Regions from separate parts of the Mus musculus genome. Here region 2 is linked to region 1. The links are chromatin contacts, called in public Micro-C maps. All regions are on one chromosome and are shown on one strand. Each heading gives the region's core, a stretch centred on a gene start, on an enhancer-like site or on the middle of the called end of the contact. The rest is flanking DNA. Distances are from core to core; before and after follow the strand shown. Region 1 has its middle 230 kb from the start of Adamts6. Region 2 has its middle 210 kb from the start of Cwc27.

Region 1 (6,036 bases), core at 2,066-4,565:
TTTTTTTGGATTTTTTTTTTGTGAAAGAACTTAAAGTTGGGTGGGTAGAGAGTGAGAGAGAGAGACTCTAGAAGGACTTGGGGAAGGAGAATAATGTGATTGAAACATTTAAATTTAAACCTTGTTTTAAATCATAAAAATATTTTTAAAAATATGCTGGTATTAGGGTATTTACAGCTTCCATAGACTTATGTGTTTGAATGCTTGGCCCATGGGGAGTGGCACTATTAGGGGCTGTGACCTTGTTGGAAGAAGTGAGTCACTGTTCTAAGGTGTGGAATATACTGATTTCATTAACAGAACAGGCCCACCAGGCATTTTACCTCCTTCTTCATGATGCAAGGTGCAATCATTCCTTGGACCCTCACCACTCAGTCCTTAAAAGTTACCAATGTCGTCTCCTAAATCATGATGGGTTTATCATCCATACACCAGAGCACAAATATATGGCTAGTTCTAGTGTATGGATAATTATGAAATTAGTGATATGGTAGACTAATATGATGCTGGGGACAGTGTCCAGATGTCTTTAGAATATGTTGTGACAAAAGGTAATTAAAAACCACATGAGTGGATCATTTATTCTCTGGGAGTAAAAACTATTCTGATCCTCTTTTATGATAAAGGTAGAAAATAATGCATTTGCCAGATCATCGGTGGCGAGTCATGTATGGAGACCATGTTCATCTCCACATCTGCCACCTCAAATGTCAATTAGAATTGTGGCTTGGTTGAGTCTGTACTAACTTACTGTGTCTTCCAGGGTTCCACTGGCTTTGGACTAAGCCAGACTGGAGAATCAAGTGTAGTTATAACCTTGAGAAAAGCACATTTCTCTCATCTTCTTGGGATTCACAATTGATTTCGACTCGCTATTTATGGGACAACTTCAGGGATTTCTTTTTGCCTTCCTTATAATGATAACCCTTACTCCACATACTAATATAAGGTTGTACCAACCACCAAGTATATCTTTCCTAAAATTACACACTCAGAGACAGAGAAAATGACTATGGAGCTTGTAGGCCCATTACTTGGACCTTGGTCCACACCTCATTTATTGCTATGGCCTGAGTGTTTGTGTGCCTCCAGAGCTTATAGATTGAAACCTAAATCTCAAACTTGTAGCATTAAGGTATAGGGCTTTTGAGAGGTAATATGTCATGAGACAAATCCCTCCTGATGAAATTAATGACCAGAGAAGCATGAGAAAACTTGTTTGTCCCTCTGTCATAGAAGGACTTACCAAGAAAGCAACATCTATGTGGGGCCTCACCAGACATCAAATCTACTAGTACTGTAACCTTGACTTCTCAGCCTGCATAACTATAAAAACATAGTTTTTATTGTTTATAAGTCTCCCAACATATAAAATGTTATATACATATATGTATACATGTATATACATATATATTGCCTTAGTTCGAGTCTTATTGCTGTGAAGAGATATCATGACCAAGGCAACTCTTGTGAAGAAAAACATTTAATTGGGGCTGGTTTACACTTTCAGAGGTTAACTCTATTATCACCATAGTGGGAAGCATGGCAGTGTGCAGGCAGACATGGTGCTGGAGGAGCCAAGAGTTCTGCATCTTGATCTGAAGGAAGTAAAATGGAGATTGTCTTCTGCAGGCAGCCAGGAGAAGGCTCTGATTCCACACTGGATGGAGCTTGAGCATAGAGACCTTGCTTGTTGTATTTGGTTTGGTCAGGGGTTTCATGCATCAGGTTGATCCTGAACTTGCCATGTACCCTTCGATGACCCTCCCACCTCTACATCCTGAGTTCTGGGATTAACTGCTATGCATCACTAGGCCTGATTGGTTTTATGTGGAGCTGGGAATTTAACTCAGAGCTTCATGCACACTAACCAAGCAGTGCACCAACTGAGCCATATTTCCCAGCCTTAGTCTATGGATGCAAGTTTACTTATGTAGTGTGGGGTCTAAGCAGAAAAGGTTATAGTGCTAGCCATGCTGGAGCTTGGATCATATCACCTTCCAGAACCTATGGATTTCACCCCAGAAAAGCAGTGGTAGAAAATGATGCATACGACAAGACCTACACAATCAAGTTCAGATCCCCAGGATTATGAATCAAGACTGTCTTAGCCACAGTGGAACATTTAACCTCTGTTGAGAAAACGAAGACATATTTGAGCCCTGATTGAGTGTCTGAGCATGGAATACCAGCTGTCTAAAACTACTCATATGTGAAATTATTCACCAAAAATTGCTCATCCTACATGAGATTTCAGTTTAGTGAGTCAGAGGACCTTGTAGGAATCCACCCACAATGGTACAACAGCAGGACAAGAGGACACAAGCCATCTGGATAAACAGGGGGCTCAACCCTGTGCGTCACCCACCATTGTTACATCATCTCCCCTCTTTCCCTTCTTCATCTCATTCTGGGTTTACAACCCTTACAACTAGTTCCTGGAGGAGGAAAAAAATAAATCAAGCTTGATTCACCAATTAATCAGCTTGGTATGTGAGAGAAAAAAAAAAGGATGCGTTATACTACTACATGCTTTAGAGTGGTTGTGAGAACTGGCTGAGAAGAAAAGGCACAGGCAAGACTTGGACTGGTGTGTGTGGTCAGAGAAGTGGCCACAAGATAGAATGTAATCTAATTCATTGGAAGTAGTGTGTGGTATAGCTGGCTTGTCAGGAGCCCAAGAGAAGGAAGATTAAGATTAAGGGACAATGGATTTTGGGCCTGGGGCTGTTAACTTTATTGTCTACCTGAGATGATTTAGAATTACTAATGAGACAATCTTCTGGGTGTGTCTACAAGGGATGATCTAGATTAGTTTAATTGAAATGCAAAGACACACCCCAATGGTGGACTTTACCATTCCTTGGGCTTGGGCCCTGGATTGCATAAAAAGGAGAAACCTAGCTATGTACCAGCATTCTTTGCTCCCTTCTTCCTGCCTGTAGGCACAATGTCACCAGCTGGTCTCTTGCACCTGCCACCATGCCTTCTCTACAATGATGGAAGGTATCCCTTCAAACTGTAAGCCAGAACACGTGTTTTCTCCCTTAAATTGCTTTTTTTTTCCAGGTATTTTTGTCACAACAACAAGAAAACCAGTTAGAGCACATAGATGGAAGTGTAAAGAAGAGATGTAGCACCCAACATTTGTCATCGCTTACCACAGTGACAATGAGCAAAGTGCCCTCAGGAGCAGAGGTGAAGTCCATGAATTGACATGACAATAGATAAATACTCAGGGTCTCTATACTGCTGCATATCCAACCTGCCAGCAACAGACTTGGATACGTTCTCATCCCTCAAGCTGACCTGTGAGTCACTTGCTTGACTACTCTGAGTGCCTTCCACTGTGGAAGGGCTGATGATTCACTCTGAGATAAATACATGGTCTGAGTGGTAGGAGTTCACGATTCCCTGAAGAATGATACCCTGGTCTCAAATAGTGTGTAAACACAAAGAGTGTTTTATTCTGCAGAAGTTCAGCATGTTAGGGTCTCACATTACCAAGATAGAGAGATAAGCAAGTGAACTCGCAGGCCAGACTTAAAGCACATTAGGGGAAGCACATTATCTTGCTTCATCTCTAGGGACATTCCAGAACCATTACCTGGGTGTGGGGGCTAGAAACTGTTGCTGGAGAGGTCTGGAAACTACTGTTGACCCAATTGTCCGTGCCTCAGACCAGGTGGCAGGGCAGCTTCTGAGGCCTGGACTTGCCTGGACTTGCCCAGTTCTTGGAAACAAGGATGTAGGCCTCGTCTCCTGAACTGCCAATCTGAAGCCTGTCATGGAGTCAGCCTAGCCTTCTCAGGTTTAACTTTGTATTTCATTTCTGCAGAGCTCTACCTGACCAAACTATCACCTATGGAAATATTCACTCTGATAGCATGGAAATCCGTAACATTGCAGTAAACCAGGGACCTACTACATGGCAAAAAGTTTGCAGCCACGGACTTTGGCATAAACTCTACTGGTCATAACACCCACAAGTCAGAAGCTTTCACTTATGAGAGACAGGATTGTCTCAACACCACATCCCATGATTTGGGTATTACTTTGACTAAAGTTATTTATATGCATCTGTGGTCCACTGAAGAACTACAGGGTCTTGAAATTAAAAAGGTAGAAACCAGGGTAGCTCAGAGACTCTTATTAAAATAATCGAATATTCCAGGTGTTCCTTGAATCGAGGGACACCCCCCCCCCCCCATGTTCAATGATCCAAACTACATAATTATCATCCTGGACCCAGTTCTCATCTCAAACTCCATTACAATTTTTGTGTATGATATCAAGCCTTACAAGCTCCACCTGTACTTACTTTAAGGTACAACTTACAAGTATCTACCTAAAATTCTCTTTGGTGTTTCTACTGTCCTGTTTGTATTTTGAGTCTGTTGTCTTTGTATTTATCACTGTGACTTGGGCTTACTCCTAAATTCCTCCCAACCTTTGCCGAGATAAAGTCTTTCGTATGCTAATAAGGTGCTGGTGATTGGCAGTTCTGGGACACTTTCTGGTGGAACTGACCGCCAGAAGGAGGCGAGATAAGTTGGGACTTTCACCTCCACCACGTGACCGCAAATGGAGGAGACAGAACTTGAGGGTTAAATTAGTCACCAAGCAGCCCCCTTTATAGTGGACCAAGCCTACCTGGTTGTTGCCAGGAACTGTGGGGGTGCAGTTTAGACGGGATACCAACTGTGAACTCATCCCTTTTCCAATCTCCGGCTATCTACACTTGAGAAGCAGTTAACTTGCTATTTTGTGGTGGGAGTTATTTTCGCTTGATTGCAGTGAACCCAGGAGGGTCTGAAGTCCTTTCTGCTGGTTGAATTCCCATGGGCTCGGAGCCTCCCACCCCCATCCCAGCCTGTGAGGCTCCACTCACGTTGCTTTCCTGGCACCAGAAAAATTCTGCAAGAATAATGAATTTATTGTTAAATCCGCTCTTCCGGCAAAAGCTGCCATTGCTGCCCCGGAAACATCTTTACATCACAAAAGTATTGGTCTCCTTTTAAAGTGAATGAATAAATGAACCAAAATACCAATGCTTTCATTTCCTGGACTCCAAAGCCATGCTTACAGTAATAAAAGACAAACCAGTGTAACTAAGTATAGATGAAAGAGGGTGGAGTTACCTAGTGAAACTCACATGTAAAAGCTCCCTTGGCTGAAAGACAGACCTGTCGGGATACGAAATTGGCATTTCAGAGCCATGTAATTTATGTAAATGAGACTCTGAAAGGTATTTTATCTTGGTCATGTGCATAATCTGAAAAGAAAAAACCATCAAGATCCTCCCTGAAGATCATCGCTTCCCGCTGCAGCTTTCTGGGTGATTTATCAAGATACTGGACATGAGGCCACTCCTTTAAGTGGTGGACAGTTTAAATTCCATAATTCTGACCACTTCTGAGCACCGAGTCTGGGCCTGGAGTCCTCCCTAAGCCCTGGGCCACTGCTTGCGTGAACAATGGGCCCACAGCTGCCTCCGCGCAGCCGCAGTGGGCTGCAGCCAGCCTGACTGGGAATGATTAGCCTTCTCCAGGCAGCTCTTCCCCCCACCGAGTCGCTGGCAAGGATCCGGCTTGGAGACAGCTCGTGTGTGCTCCTGGCGCGGCGTCTGCTGTTGTCATAGATGTCTGGGGGAGCCTGGCGGGCCCCTTGCAGCGGAGCTTCAGGACAAACGGGGGGTTTCATGGGGGTGGAAGGGATAGGGTGGGGTGGAGGCGTCTGTCCTGAGTGTGATTCCATGCAGGGGTGAAGAAGCTGGTCGGAGAAATAAACTAGAAAAAGGTCCCAGCCACGCAGGAGCCCAGGAATGCCAGGGTCGGGTTTCTTTGGCCCGGAAGTCATGGACCTCAATAACCTACCGAGGACCCTAGCTAGGGCGCTTCATTGTAGTTGACCTGAGACCTCTTGGCTGTCTAAAAGCCAGCTGTAAAACAAAACTTCACATCAAAGGACAGATGTGGCTGGGAGCAAGTTACCCATACAGTGCTAAAGCTCAGAGGGCTCTGTTTTCCTGGGCGT
Region 2 (5,345 bases), core at 2,285-4,784, 86 kb before region 1:
TATAATTATAGTGTAAACGTGGTTTGCGTTATAACTATTACCGCAACAACCGAGTCCTGTTATTAAAATGAAAGTGAGGACAGGACAAGAAGTCAAGATGATGGGCAGTCGTTACTGGGCGGGACTCCCGGGGGCTGCTGGAGTGCAGGAAGCATTCTATTTGAGGAACCGGGTGGTAATTTTCATTCTGCCACAATTCGTTGGGTTTATTTATAGTCATATTTTTCTATGCATTTGTCCTGCTTTAATAAGTGTAATTTAAAAAAAAAAAGCAAAATATAAGACGGGATTTGATGGAGGTTGGCAGCTGAGGCCATCGCCCACTCCCACTTCACCGGCAGCATTATTTAAGTGTCTACTTTGTGATCCACAGTAAGCAAACTCTTGGACATATTACAGAGAAGGTAAGCTTGGGACCACAAGGCCTGACCTCAGGGAGCTTAGAGTCCACAGGCAGTTACAATTTACATGAAAAGTGCAAAAGTTAGGTGGTAATCTTTAATTTTAAAGAATGGCCATTTTCACTGTGAGACTTGTGTGCTGAGCACATTCGTCCCCTCAGCCTCCCGCTGATCCCCTCTTCCCAGATACTCCTCTATCTGCTTCTTTTCTTCTCCTCCCCTCTCCTCCTCCCCTCTTCTTCTTCTCCTCCTCCTCCCCTTTCCTCCTCTTCCTCCTCTTCTTGTTCCAGCACTGTATTTTATTTGGTTTCTTATTCTTTTTTTTTTTTCAAAGATTTATTTATTATGGTACATAAGTACACTGTAGCTGACTTCAGACGAACCAGAAGAGGGCGTCAGAGCTCATTACGGGTGGTTGTGAGCCACCATGTGGTTGCTGGGATTTGAACTCTGGACCTTTGGAAGAACAGACAGTGCTCTTACCCACTGAGCCATCTCGCCAGCCCTGGTTTCTTATTCTATCCTAGGTTAGCTGGCTAAAGATCATGTGCAAAAGTGAGGTCCCTGCCAGGGGTTATACCACCTAAGAAAATGTCCTTTCCTTCTCTTCGAAACTATAAACCACCCATCGATACTCAGGGAAGATGAAATCTCAGGGGAAATAGCTGCCACCCGTGGTAGGATCTAAATGGTCGGCTCTCTGGTGGTTCTTCTGTCGGAGAACTATCTCGTTCTAAAAACAACACAATACCCCACTCCACTCCTCCCTCCCTTCTAGATTGAACTAACACTTCTTAGTTTGGACAAATCTACCATGCTGAGATGTAAACATTAGAGAACTGGCCTAAGGTGTACGTGAGAGACATCTCTGCAACCTTTGCAGCTTTTCTTCATTGGCCCTATTTTAGATGTAAAGTTGTATTTTTTTAAGTGCCACGAAAATGACTGTGAGCTAGAGATTATTTTTGCATTAAGGGAATTGAAGGTGATTTCATAGATAAAAGGACATTTCGAAGGAGCCTTAAAGGAAAGGTGAGATTATTAGAAAAGGAAACAGGATGGCCAGTGGGGGAGGAGCACGCAATACAAGAAAGAAGTCTACAAACGTGCACAGCTGAGCAAGAAAGAATCATGTGGGGAAAGCATGGGAAAGGACCGGGCACCTCAGAGAAACTAAGATAAAACTCTAGATTTAGTTCTTTGGCTTTATCTTGTGGTGTTGGGATAAAATCTTGCACATTAGACCAGTGCTTTTCCCAATAAGCCATACCCCCAAGTAAATGGTTAAAAGGTAGGTAGAGTGCGTGCGCGCACACGCGCACACACACACCTCTGAATTACTGATAAAATTCATTGTTTTACAATGCATGGTCACTTGAAAACAGAAACTAACACAGTTAAGTCAGCCACACATACCACGTGTGTGCATCTGCACTGAGGTGAAGGGATTAAACAGTTCAGAAGCATCCCCTGCGTGCCCCTGCGTGCCCCTGCGTGCCCCCTGCGTGCCCCTGCGTGCCCCCTGCGTGCCCCTGCGTGCCCCCTGCGTGCCCCTGCGTGCCCCTGCGTGCCCCCTGCGTGCCCCTGCGTGCCCCTGCGTGCCCAGTGCTCAGGGTACGTTAGCTCTTTTAATCACTCCGAGAGCCTTATGAAGCAGCTGTTCTTGTTTTATTTTACAGATAGAAAATCGAGAACTTGTTTGCATCCAACAAACACAAAAGTCATAAATATAAGAAGTAGATACAGCCACCTGAGGTCTCGTTCGCTTCCAACAAACACAAAAGTCATAAATGTCTAAAGAAGGTGGTGCGCTTGGTGCCAGAATGTGCTTCAGCCGTTAAAATGGAAACAGCTTTACGCTTACATTTTACTTAAATCTATTTTAACTGAAGAGAAACTCAGCTGGGACTAATTTAAGTTCTTCAAGACACAATGGCCTTGATAAAGCCATTTATCAAGTGGTTTTATGAAATAATTCAGAGGAGTATGTTTGGCAAGGGGGCAATTATCCCAGAGTACCTAAGTGCAATGAGCCTGGCCTGCATGGGACAGACACAGTATGGAAGGGTTCACCCCAGTCTCAGAAAGTCATCTCTTGTCTCTTGTAGACCGAGAACAGAAACAACTACGCTGTATCACGTGTACACAGACATCCCAGCTCCCAGCTGCGATCATGTCTGCATCCACCTAAGAAAAGTGGAAAGGATTTAGCGTTACTGTTCGGGGTTTCTAGAGACATGACTTGCCTTCAGAAAAAGAGTCAAATTGCTCTGTAGTTGAAAGTCACATGGCTTAACAATCCATATTGTCATTTTCCTTTCCCCTAGTGACTACGGCAAGACGAAGTCTTTTTGACGGGTTTGTGTGGGATTTTTAGTGACTCCCTTAATCAGGCAAAAATGAGTTCCTCAACAATCAATAATTGCCAATTAGGAATTCACCTTTTGTTGCTTTCTAAGATGTCCCATCACGAAAATAAACCATAAAACCATTTCTGCCTCTCATGTGTGGACGAGAACGAAATCCTTGAATGGAATTTTTGTTTCACTCTAGATGCTCTGCACCCTGTATCTGCAGCCTGGTGGTAGGCAGGCAACCAGCCGGGCAGTGAAGAAGGCATCTTGTGCTTGATCCTGCCACTCGGCATCCCAGGGTGTGATGAAAACTGGAACAAATCTGGAAACCGTGGAGGTGCCAGAAGGTTACAGTCAGAAGACGGAATTATTTGAGTCAGTCGGGAATGTCTGGTTCTCTTGGGTTAGGCCTCATGGGTAGCATTGTGCTGCAAAAACAACTGGCGAGGAGAATTCCAGAGGAGTAAACATGACCTTGAACCTTTGGAGAGAGATGCTTATCTTTCTCTACTGTTAGGGGGGGAAAAAAAGAAAAAAAAAGAGGCCGAATTCTTTCTTCCACCTTTTCATCTTTCAAAATGAAAATTGTTCAGCTCGGTTCCAAACCTGAGTGGAATTTGGAACGGGAGGTGGGTGGAGAACCTTCCTCCAGCCCTTGCTTTATGCTGGGTTTTATTTGAAATAAATTCCCTGCCATGACTCAACAGCCTCTAGGGCCGCAGACAGATGAGGCTGTGGAAGGCTCATCCTTACCACTTCCTGTTATGGGACAGCTGCTGGGGAGGTCCCAGCAAAGGTTACCCCGAACACAGCACTCTGATCCACCAAGGAAACAATGACACTTTAAAGGACACGGGGTGGGGCTGGAGAGCCGGCTCAGCAGTTAAGAGCACTGACTGCTCTTCCAGAGGTCCTGAGTTCAATTCCCAGCTACCACATGGTGGCTCACAACCATCTGCGATGGGATCTGATGCCCTCTTCTGTTGTGTCTGAAGACAGTAACAGTGTACTCATATAAATAAAGTAAATAAGTAAGTCTTTTTTAAAAAGAAAAAAAGTGAGTTGAAATACGAAGTGAATACTATATGCACTTACACTTAATGCAGTTAGTGTGAGGAGCATACACACCTAGAATATTCTAAAGTTCAATACTGAGCACAAAAATATATAGATGCACAAGGTGGAAGTACATTTAAAAAAAAAAAGACATCAGGTGTTAGCAACCTCTGGAGACAACTCCTACAAAGTACACCCCAGCCCAGGGACTGCTACCCCTTAGAGTAAATCTGCTACCTCAAAAAAAGTTTCCATCAGGGCACGTCTCACTTCTTCCCTGTCACACACGCAAGGGGCACTGGACATTCTGTTTTGTCACCAGTACACTAAAGTTGAAGTTGGTGGTGAAGCTGTAATAAAGGAGAGAGAGAGAGAAAAAAAAAAAAAAAGAATTGCAACCGTGGAATGAAGGAATTTTAAACTGTCCTCCAGTTGAAAATGGCTTGTCTGTAGTGGGAGTAGATCCCTGTAGATCTTAGGCATGGATCTTAGGCCCTCTTCCTGTGAGGATTAGCTTAACTCTACCATACTCCTGGTGCAGCGCATGTCTTCCTACCTGCCCAGTGTCACCTGGAAGCTGCTAATGACTTCATCCCCATAATTCATTGTGTCATCCAAGATTCTGGGGTCCTGTACCCTTAGAAACTTCACCTTCAGTATGTATGAGGTATGAGTTAGAGATTTGCTTCTGATCTCTTCCTCTTAGAAAACTCTCTCTCTCTCTCTCTCTCTCTCTCTCTCTCTCTCTCTCTCTCTCTCTCTCTCTCTTTCTCTCTCTTCTCTAGTGATACCATTATGAAATACAAAAAGAATAACATTGATACAACTGTGCTGTCTGTATAGGGTTTGTTCAGCATGTCCATCAGTGGTGTGGGGGCAGCCAAAATGCTACTGCTGCTACTCTTCAACATCCCAGACTCAGAGCAGCAGGGGTCTAATGTGCAATCTATGTGTAGCTTTCTTCAGCCGTCCCCAGATAGCTTTTCTACTTCTTGTCTCCCCTGCACCCCCCGCCACCATCCCAACTCAAGATCTAGGTAGAAGCCTGCGTTATGCAGAACTATCTGTCTATTTAAACCAGTGGTCCTTAATCTGTGGTCTCGACATCTTTGGGTTTGAACAACCCTTTCACAGGAGTCAGATATCAGATATCCTGCATGTCAAGTATTTACATTATGATTCCTAATAGTAGGAGAATTATAGTTATGAGGTAGCAGCAAAAATAATTTTATGGTTGGGGGTTACCACAACATGAGGAACAGTATTAAAGGGTCAAAGCATTAGGAAGGTTGAAAACCACTACTTTAGACAGAAGGCACAAATTTTTCCACTGGCTATTCTCTTGGTTATGAAATGATCCAGTGGTAGTGTTGAAATTTCTCCTTTCACAATAACGCCTTCCAAGGCCTTTAAGTACTCGGACAAGAACCAGCCTCTTTGCCATCAAAATGAAGAGACAGAGACAGAGTGTTGAGCTGCCTGTTACTTCCAGGGAGAACACTGTAAAGTGCAGAGAGAAATGTGAAGAACTCTA

The links. A called contact is a pair of places that touch in the nucleus more often than the background predicts.
Region 2: a contact with region 1 is called in a Micro-C map of muscle stem cells, with 5 times the contacts expected there. The contact joins two enhancer-like sites. A contact is called at or near these places in 16 of 484 Hi-C or Micro-C datasets (the C2C12 cell line, the N1E-115 cell line, adipose-derived mesenchymal stem cells and 9 more) and 5 of 115 datasets of contacts at active chromatin or transcription factors (CD8 T cells, embryonic fibroblasts, embryonic midbrain and 2 more).

Annotation. Positions count from the first base shown.
Region 1 is chr13:104,518,005-104,524,040 of GRCm38.p6, reverse strand. No RefSeq gene overlaps it. Among named protein-coding and RNA genes, the nearest start is that of Adamts6, 230 kb to the right of the region's middle. Within about 2 kb of position 3,315, at least 61 of the 459 cell types and tissues checked have an H3K27ac peak or open chromatin away from gene starts, as enhancers often do. A contact at or near this core is called in the C2C12 cell line, beige adipocytes, embryonic fibroblasts and 2 more, where this site is marked.
Region 2 is chr13:104,605,165-104,610,509 of GRCm38.p6, reverse strand. No RefSeq gene overlaps it. Among named protein-coding and RNA genes, the nearest start is that of Cwc27, 210 kb to the left of the region's middle. Within about 2 kb of position 3,534, at least 82 of the 459 cell types and tissues checked have an H3K27ac peak or open chromatin away from gene starts, as enhancers often do. A contact at or near this core is called in the C2C12 cell line, beige adipocytes, embryonic fibroblasts and 2 more, where this site is marked.